Linked DNA regions of Mus musculus: regions 1 and 3 are each linked to region 2. A link is a contact called in public Hi-C and HiChIP or PLAC-seq data. All regions are on one chromosome and are shown on one strand. The core of a region is the stretch at or near the end of the contact, and the rest is flanking DNA. Distances in the headings are between cores, read along the strand shown.

Region 1 (2,700 bases), core at 125-2,624, 230 kb after region 2:
TAAATGCCCAGAACCCGCCCCTAGTGATGTACCTTCTCCAGCAAGGCTCTGCCTTTCTAAAGGTTCCATGATACATGCCACCCTTCCCCCCCCCCCCCCCCCCCCCGCCGAAACACCACCACCAAATGGGGACCAAATACTCAAATACAAAAAGCCTACAAGAAACATTTCTCATTCAACCCATCTCATCAAGCACGGGAAAAGATTAAATGTCATTTGACTACTCAAGGGGGAAAAAAAATCCCGTAATTCAGAAATTTGCTGATGTAGCAGGAATCCTGGGCCATGTGAGTCAGGGTGCCTGAGCTCTTATCTCAGCTGTGTCATTACCTGTGGGCAAATCTCCTGGACTCGGTACTGTTGTTACATGGTGGGATATATAATTAGAAATCCAGAGCTAAGTACACTGCCATCCACCAAGGTGCTTTCAGTATTTCCCACATGGTTGGAGAGCTCGGACCCTGTTTGATGATCTACCAATGACTTGGACTGTGGGGGAAGAGTCCAGAGAGACCCTGCTTCTTCTGTCTATCAACAACTCTTCAAAAGGCAATCAGTAGAAAGGCTCTGGGAAGGTCCAGAGTCTCAGGAATAATGATTACGTATTAGCCTTTAGAGAGCTCCACTTTCTGCCAGGAATCTCCGTCAAACGCCACAGGCAGATGATTCAAGACCTCTGCTCTGCTCTGGATCCTCCTGCAACGTCCCTGGCAAGAGGAAAGATATTCTAGGAGGACATACATACTCCTCCCTTTGGCTACCAGACTCTTGAGACAATGGAATCTCTCAAATCAAAATTTCCCAGGAATCCCTCACTGATAAATAAATAAATAAATAAATAAAAATAAAAAAATAAAAAAAAAGAAGGCTGGGAGCTTAGTACTGGTGGGAGGAAGCGCTTGTCTCCTGTCACCTTTTCAGGCTACCAGTGATGGGCGTAGAGGTAAAGCCTGCCCTCTTAGGGCTTCTAGGCCCAGGCTCTGATCCTAATAACTCTGGTTCAGCGGGACTGAGGAGGGTGCCCGGCCTGTGGGCGATCTCTGGGGATCAGAGGCTGTAACTCCAAGGGTATCCTCACTTTCCCTCTAGTACCCCTGGCAACTCACAGGGAGTCTCCTGAGCCTACCCAAGCCCCTCCTGATCCAGGAGCTTAGAGAAGTGAGTCCGAGGGAGAGTCTCCACAGTGAGTTAGCTGTGTGCCCCGATTTGGTGCCATTTGGAAGGAATGCTCTTCAACAGAGCCCTTTCTCCCAAGACTGCTTTCAGACTGCAGTCCTTTTGTTCCGGAATCGCTTTGTTTCCTTTTCATTTGAGCCCCAAAGCCATTAGGCCTCACACTCCCTGCTCTGTGTGGGCATCCAGACAGGGATTGCAGATGGCTGGACAGAAGGGGCCTTGTGCTCTCAGCTGGATTTGCCCCGGGAGCTTCCTCTAATGTATAGCATCTTTCACTAACATTTGCTTTTTCAAAGCCGCCTTCCCTGCACAGAGGTTCTTTCTGTACCCATGACACAAATCCTGCCTCTGCTTTTCTTCATTGTAAGTTTATTTGTTTCGAGCCTTTCATAGAAACACACCCCTGGCTTCTTACTTTAGCAGTGCAGACCGTGGATTCTCTGCCAAAAAGATGGTCTCCTCTGGGGTCCACCCTACTGATCACATACTCCCTCTCAACCACTCCCTTCTCTCTCTCTTCCCTTCCACCCCTCCCCTCTCTCAATCAAAGTCTTTTCTTCAGAAAGCAAAGCAACTGAGTTAGGTCTTCTTCAGGTTCCTCTTTTTTCTTTAAGATGCCAGTGCCTGGAGCTGGACGGATTTTGCCCAGCTGCCATCCACCAAGGTGCTTTCAGTATTCAGAGTCCTGGGCCCCACCCAGGCCCCCTGAGCCTCAGGGGAGGTGCAGCCCCGGTAGTTTGTATTCATAGCAAATGCCCCAGGTGTTTCAGAGGAGACAACTGAATTTATTTAGCAGCTTGCTTCTGCTTGCAGGAGTAAACAATCCTTTCAGAACATCGTGGAGGGAGGTGCAGGACAGCCTGGGGGCACCCCCACCTGCTCCTGCTGCTCCCTAAGCAGCCTTGGCTTTGCTGCAGGACACAGGTGTGTAGGATTTGGCATAAGGAGAAAGCACAACAGACAGCTTTGGAAACTAATGATCTCTGGCTACTCCTGAGACTCCCTTCCCCCAAAGCTTTTTTTTTTTTTTTTTTTTTTTATTCCAGGGTTTCAACCTAGTGCAAACCAAGTACAAGCTTAGCTTAGAGTTAAGGACTGGTCATGAACATGATGACAGCTACATATAGTAATGGGCTCTTTCCAAAGACTCCATCCTTCACCCAGTCTTCCTGAAGGATGCCGAAGCCCAGGGTTGGTTAGTGTTACTCTGGAGACTGGAAGCAGAATTCCTCTCCGTCCACTTAAAGAGCACACATATCAACACTTTATCCGGATAGGAATGGACATCTCTTTGCCCTCTTCTGAGGATTGATGGAGAGCCGGTGCTCCTTCTCCTATGAGAGACTGAGAGACTGATGAAAACTGATCTATCCTAAAGCTGGTTCCAACTCTATACATGCTGTTCTCCTAACTCAGTCAGATCGATGGGAGACGCTCTGGCACCATTCAGTGCAGAGAAAAGACAATCATAAAAGAATTGCCTGCCACATGACCCTGGGATGAAACGGGGAACAGTGAAGAGCC
Region 2 (2,794 bases), core at 44-2,543:
TTCGGCCCTCCCACCACCATTCTCTCCATCTGTACCCACCATCTCATGGGAAACCCCAGTACATCAAAAGGGTACTCATAACTATCAGAAACAGCCTTTGTGGTAAGGCAGGTCAAAAATTCCAAACTTTGGGCACGAGACAATCAAGGGTTTCAAGCAAGGGTTTTCTTGAGGTTAGGCAAGAAGGCGCCAGGTATAATTCAATGATTAAATCTACAAGGCTGCGACATCCCCACCCCCCACCCCCAACGAATGTGGGATCGGCGTAGATCTCGTGTTTATTTCCGCTCTGGACACTCATTGCTTTTATAATCAGAGCAAAAGTTATACGAACTTTATTTCTGCTGCTAAATCACAGAACACCAATCTGATGCACTAACAAGGGAAGAATAAACACGAATAAAGCCCAGCATGGTATTCCCTTTCAAATCTCATAGCTCCACGAGGCTCCACAACCTTCTGCGCACGCAGAGCGGCCAGCCAGCTCTCCGCCACTCCTCCCGCGCGGCATCTGCAGGCGCCCCACACCCGGGAAGGGCCAGCGCCAGCCAGCCCCACAGTCCGCACCGCTAAGCCCCCCAAACCTGCATACTACAACGCCAGATCCCAGCTGGGAGCCTCCTGGCCCCCAAACCCTCTAACAAGACACACTGGGCGGCGCAGGGCGGCTTCACGGTAAACAGCACTTGCAGAACAACGCTCCTCTATCCTAACCGCTCCCACCCGCACACCCCAGCGCTGTCACCTCGGGGCTGCGCGGTCACTCGATCACCAAGACAGAAACTGGAGTTTTCAATTTCATCCTCCAGGAGGGCTCTCCGAAGAAGTTGAAATGTGCATTGTCACCAAGTTTAACCCAAAGCCGCGCTCTCTTCGCTCCTTCTCAGAACCGCGCGGGTGGCGCCGCGACCCCCTCCGCCCTCCCCGCGCCCCGGGCCCTAGCGACCACGATCCGCAGCCCAGGTCGGGCTGTGACCACAGAGGGCAGGGAACCGGGAGCTCAAGGGGCTCGGAGCTGCTCCAGGCTAGCCGCGCCCCAGAGCCCGGGATGCTGCCCAAAGCCACAGCGCGCGCGGGGATAGGGTGCGCCGTCCGACCCTAGGCTCCTACCTGGCTCGCATGGCGCCCCACGGGTCCTGCGGTTCTCTTGTCCTGTGGGGCTCACCCGGCCGGGGGCGCGCGCGACTCCCGGTACCGCGGCCTCAGCGATCGAGGCAGCAGAGGTGGTGAGGTGCCCAGACGCCGCGACAGCCCAGAGCGCTCGGCCCCCGCCAGCGGGCGCAGAGGTGGTCTGGGCCGGGGCGGGGCGCGAGCGCGGGCGGGGCCGGGGCGCAAACAGCGGGCTCCAGGAGGGCGGAGCGCAAGCAGAGACCGCGGGAGGGGCGGGGCCAAAGCTGGGGGCGGAGCGAGGAAGAGGCGGGTCAAGCTCAGGCTGGGGCGTAGGGACCGGGGGCGGAATCGCACTCTCAAGGCGGAGTCTTTGTCGGAGAGGCGGGGCCTAGACGATACTGGGGCAAAAGTGGGCGGGGTGTGCTCAAATGAGCGTGGTCAATATGAGGTTGGAGCAAGTAGGGGCTGTGCCTCGAGCTGGGGGAGGGCAGTTCTTAGTAAAGGCGGGGCCTGGATGAAGGGGGCGGGATGTCCCGGAGGGGCGGGGCCGACTGAGCCGCTGATTTACTTAAAGAAGCGGCTTGGCTTACTGGCGCCTCCAGTGCTCCGGCGCGATTCCCGCCAACACTCCTTGTCTCCTTCCTTAACAGCGCCAGTTAAGAGAGTGGGGTTAGGGCCTCGGGATCTTTACCCCTGGACCCAGAAATGAGCAAAGATGATGGAGACCTCCGGTGCTCTGTTTTGGGGAAGCCTCTGATCCCCCGGGAGTGGTTAAGCAGTAAAACCGAGAAAAAACAAACAAAACTCAGCTTAGGGAACAACTACAAGTGGAGGAGAGCTGCCTGCGAGGCAGATTGCAACTGAATACATGTCAGCATAGTTACACTTCCTCTGCCCAGACTCACATACAGAAGTAGACGCTCGATGCGAGCTCAGTGAATGAACACACTGCGAGGCAGCGGAGCAAAAGCCCAAGCTCATGAGTCATCTCTCACGGGAGTAGACAGAGGCCTGTAGGGGTTGATTGCCTCAGTGAGGTCGAACCAGCCTTTGACTGCTGTGGTGGTGAGGCCAGGGAATGAAGGCTTCCACTTGGAACCAGTGGCAATCATGTCTTCAATGTTGCCACAGATCCAAATCCAGCAGCCCACTGAGTCCATCTTCACTATCATCGCTGGCGACAGATACCATTTATATTTTCTAAGTGACTTCAGACGTTAACACAGATTATCATATTCGGCAAGATCACATGGGAGAGGGCTTCAGAGTCGGAATACTAGCCAGTTTTCTATCTCCCGTGTTCTTTATGCTCCCCTTCCACTCCACCCTTGCACTCGGGCTGCCCGCCTTCCCCCACCCCCACCCCCACCCCGCTCTAGATGTAGTCCTAGTGGAGTCAGGTAGACATACTGGTCAACCTAAGGCTAAGAGGGTAGAATTTCATATTCTCTTAGAACATGGAAACGAGTACAATTACTCCTTAAGTGTAGCTGTCGACCTTAAAAGAAGCAGTCTCCTGAAGGTGCAAGTGACTTACATGGTTGGAGGGGGTGGGGGTGGAGGAGACAAAAGCATCCAGACTGGAGGGCGTGTCAGGAGCCAGCCTGCTGTGCTGGGATCTCTAGGCCTCTGTGTGAGTCACTTGCCTCTGAGTATGAAAATTAAATACAGAGCATAAGCCTCA
Region 3 (2,700 bases), core at 180-2,679, 200 kb after region 2:
CTGCACCCCCTTCTCCATCTCCTCCCCATTGCCTTCACCGTCTTTTTTGTCTTTGCTCCCCCATTATGTCTTATCAATAGAGCCCACGATGACAGGAGGAACGGGCTGTGTGCTGCTGTCCAGCTATAGGCCCCTGAACGACTCCCCCATATGTGTGCAGAAGCAGAAGCATTTGTGTGTGCACAATGTTTGTGCAGCACATGGCTTCTCTGTGTGAGGCACACAGAGGTAAGTGTGGGTCACACCAGTGGGTACAACTATGCCATAGCTCCTTTCTCATTTCTATGACAAAATACTCTGACAAGGGTAACTTCAACAGGGAGGGGTCATTTTGACTCATGGTTCCTGAGTGACACAGTCCATCTTGGAAGGACAACATGGCAGCAAGTAGGGAATGCAGGTGGTGGCAGGAAGAGGCAGCTGGCTGATCACGCCATATATGTGCTCCGAAAGCAGAGAGTGAAGAGGAAGTAGGGATGGATAGAAAGGTCTGAGGCCTGCCTCCAGTGAGGCCCCACCTCCTAAATGCTTCCCCAAACCTCCTCAAACACTGTCCCCAGCTGGAGATCAAGTTCAAATATTTGAGCCCATGAAGGACATCCCAAATTCACACCACAACAGACCGTCCCAGCCCTTTGCCCAGAGGATTTGCACATCAAGAATAAACAATCTTTGGTGTTGTTTTATTAGTTACTGTTGTGATAGTCAGACTTGAAAGACTCAGATGCAAAGAAGATGGCAGGGAAAGCCATGTCGAGAACAGTGTTAGTTCACCAGGCACAGTGTCCTGACAGAGCCTGGATGACGTATGGATGGGATGCAGAACAGGCGTGACTCTGAGCCAGGCACTGCTCTGCTTACCCTCAGGTCCCCCCTGTGCTGAGACCTGTGGATTTGGGGACCTGGGTGAGTTGGTTTGAGGAGGCTGCCTACTCTTTACTCCTCTGGTTCTGTGTGGGGACACGGGGCTCAGGGTATATGATGACTTGCTTATAATTGCCTAGGTCCTGGTGCTTCTCCATTCTCCTCATCTTCTTGCCTTGAACAGGCTGCCCCATTTATTTTTCACACTGAAACCTAATCACGGCCAAAGCCATTTGAGGCTAAGCAGGAAGCCATTTTCTCCCTCGGAAGTTGGATTTCTAGCAGGCTGTTCTCTCAAAATGCAGCTCAGTTTTTTTTTTTTGAAGATGGATCAAAGTTCTATTAAATCATATTTATGGAGGCAGAGCCTACAGCTCCCATCAAAACTGTGGAGACACAGATGTTATACTGTGGGAGGAGACCGTCGGAGCCAGAAGATGGCCAGACAGCTGAGAAACGACATCTCCTGGGCAAGATACAGCCATGGAAACCATAGACAGCTATGGAAGCCTGTTCTGGGTCTGCATTGGCCCATGGACAGTTCAGGGAGTGGAGGAGGGGCCTAGGCCCTATTTTTCACTGCTGAACTATTTCCTAGGAATAAACTCAAAAGATTTACTGCCTTCAGTTGTGTTCTTACTGGTGATGCCATCAGGCTCCAGAGTCAGTCCCAACCCAACAGCTGCACACATGGCTCTGATAAAGCAAATGGTAAAGCACAATAAACCTCAAAGTCTTGAATGTAGGAAAGTGACAGGTAGGGAGGAGGGAGGTGGGTAGGAGCATGGCAGTGGGGTGGTACCCAGAATGAACTGTTAACATGTATGAAATCAGCAAAGAATGAACACAAAATAATAGCTGGTAGGTTTTTCTCTGCCAGTGAAATGAACCAATTCAAGCCAGATTAAAATATGTACATGCAGGTCTATTGCCATAGGGAGGGGAAAAAGAGGGGAAGGGCAAGAGAGAAAGCCCAGGCAGGGTGAGAAAGAGGAGAGAGAAGAGAAGAGAAACAAGGAGAGCACAAAATGTCTGGATTATATTGGGATGAGCCTTTTGGGGACGGGCCCCACCGCCCCTGGGCTGGAGTGTTCAGGGATGGGGGCAGGGTATGGGATTGAGGGGTGCTGGAAAACCCTGGAGGCCTGGTCTGCTTTGGTGTGTAAAATATGCACCTCAGCCCCCTGTCCCAGGCCTGAAATGTAGCAATAACAACAGGAATAAAAAACAACTTTAGGAAAGAGAGACAAAACATAAATTCCTTTCTTCTTTCTTTCTTTTTTTCTTTCTTTCTTTCTTTCTTTCTTTCTTTCTTTCTTTCTTTCTTTCTTTCTTTCTTTCTTTCTTTCTTTCTTTCTTTCTTTCTTTCTTTGAACTATGTTTATTGGATAGAATTTAATTTAGGGACAGGCTTACCTAAGACAATCCTCTAGCCATCTGTGATATTTTATGAACTGACAGGCAATGCTCTACTTAGCAGACCTCCTTAGCTATCTCAAACAGAGGGCAGTAAAGCCAGCATCAGAGTGTGTGTGTTTAGGTGTGTACACGCACACACACGTGTTGCATGTGACCTCAGGTGTCATTCTTTAGGCCGCTCAACTATTCTGAGACAAGGATCTCTCACCAACCTGGATCTTACCAGGTAGGTCAGGTGAGCTGCCTGCAAGATCCAGGGATCCTCCTCTGTCCTCTGTCCTCTGTCCTCTGTCCTCTGTCCTCTGTCCTCTGTCCTCCAAGCATCTGCCACCACAGCAGGCTTTCTTGCATCGTTTCTGAGAATCACACTCAGGTCTTCAAGGTTGCCTGGCAAGTGCTTGGTTGACAGAGCTCTCC

The links. Hi-C and Micro-C count contacts between places; a contact is called where the count stands out from the background. HiChIP or PLAC-seq counts read pairs in DNA pulled down with a chosen protein or histone mark.
Region 1: an H3K4me3 HiChIP or PLAC-seq map of neural tube shows a contact between it and region 2, with 6 times the contacts expected there. The contact joins the enhancer-like site here to the promoter of Sh3bp4 in region 2. A contact is called at or near these places in 8 of 39 promoter capture datasets (the 3T3-L1 cell line, 3T3-L1-derived adipocytes, cranial neural crest and 3 more), 1 of 484 Hi-C or Micro-C datasets (ganglionic eminence), 23 of 115 datasets of contacts at active chromatin or transcription factors (the NIH/3T3 cell line, astrocytes, a beta-TC-6 cell line and 16 more) and 1 of 9 other capture datasets (pancreatic islet).
Region 3: a Hi-C map of uterus shows a contact between it and region 2. The contact joins the enhancer-like site here to the promoter of Sh3bp4 in region 2. A contact is called at or near these places in 8 of 39 promoter capture datasets (the 3T3-L1 cell line, the C10 cell line, embryonic stem cells and 3 more), 1 of 15 datasets of contacts at CTCF or cohesin (the NIH/3T3 cell line), 7 of 484 Hi-C or Micro-C datasets (the Patski cell line, adipose-derived mesenchymal stem cells, embryonic fibroblasts and 2 more) and 16 of 115 datasets of contacts at active chromatin or transcription factors (the NIH/3T3 cell line, bone marrow-derived dendritic cells, craniofacial prominence and 11 more).

What each region holds. Positions count from the first base shown.
Region 1 is chr1:88,838,960-88,841,659 of GRCm38.p6, reverse strand. No RefSeq gene overlaps it. Among named protein-coding and RNA genes, the nearest start is that of Platr5, 85 kb to the right of the region's middle. Within about 2 kb of position 1,374, at least 83 of the 459 cell types and tissues checked have an H3K27ac peak or open chromatin away from gene starts, as enhancers often do. A contact at or near this core is called in astrocytes, differentiating embryonic stem cells, embryonic basal ganglia and 9 more, where this site is marked.
Region 2 is chr1:89,068,914-89,071,707 of GRCm38.p6, reverse strand. It overlaps Sh3bp4 (SH3-domain binding protein 4), which reads right to left and starts at 1,293. Exons shown (of 6, transcript NM_133816.3): 1 at 1,111-1,293.
Region 3 is chr1:88,866,005-88,868,704 of GRCm38.p6, reverse strand. No RefSeq gene overlaps it. Among named protein-coding and RNA genes, the nearest start is that of Platr5, 110 kb to the right of the region's middle. Within about 2 kb of position 1,429, at least 5 of the 459 cell types and tissues checked have an H3K27ac peak or open chromatin away from gene starts, as enhancers often do. A contact at or near this core is called in uterus, where this site is marked.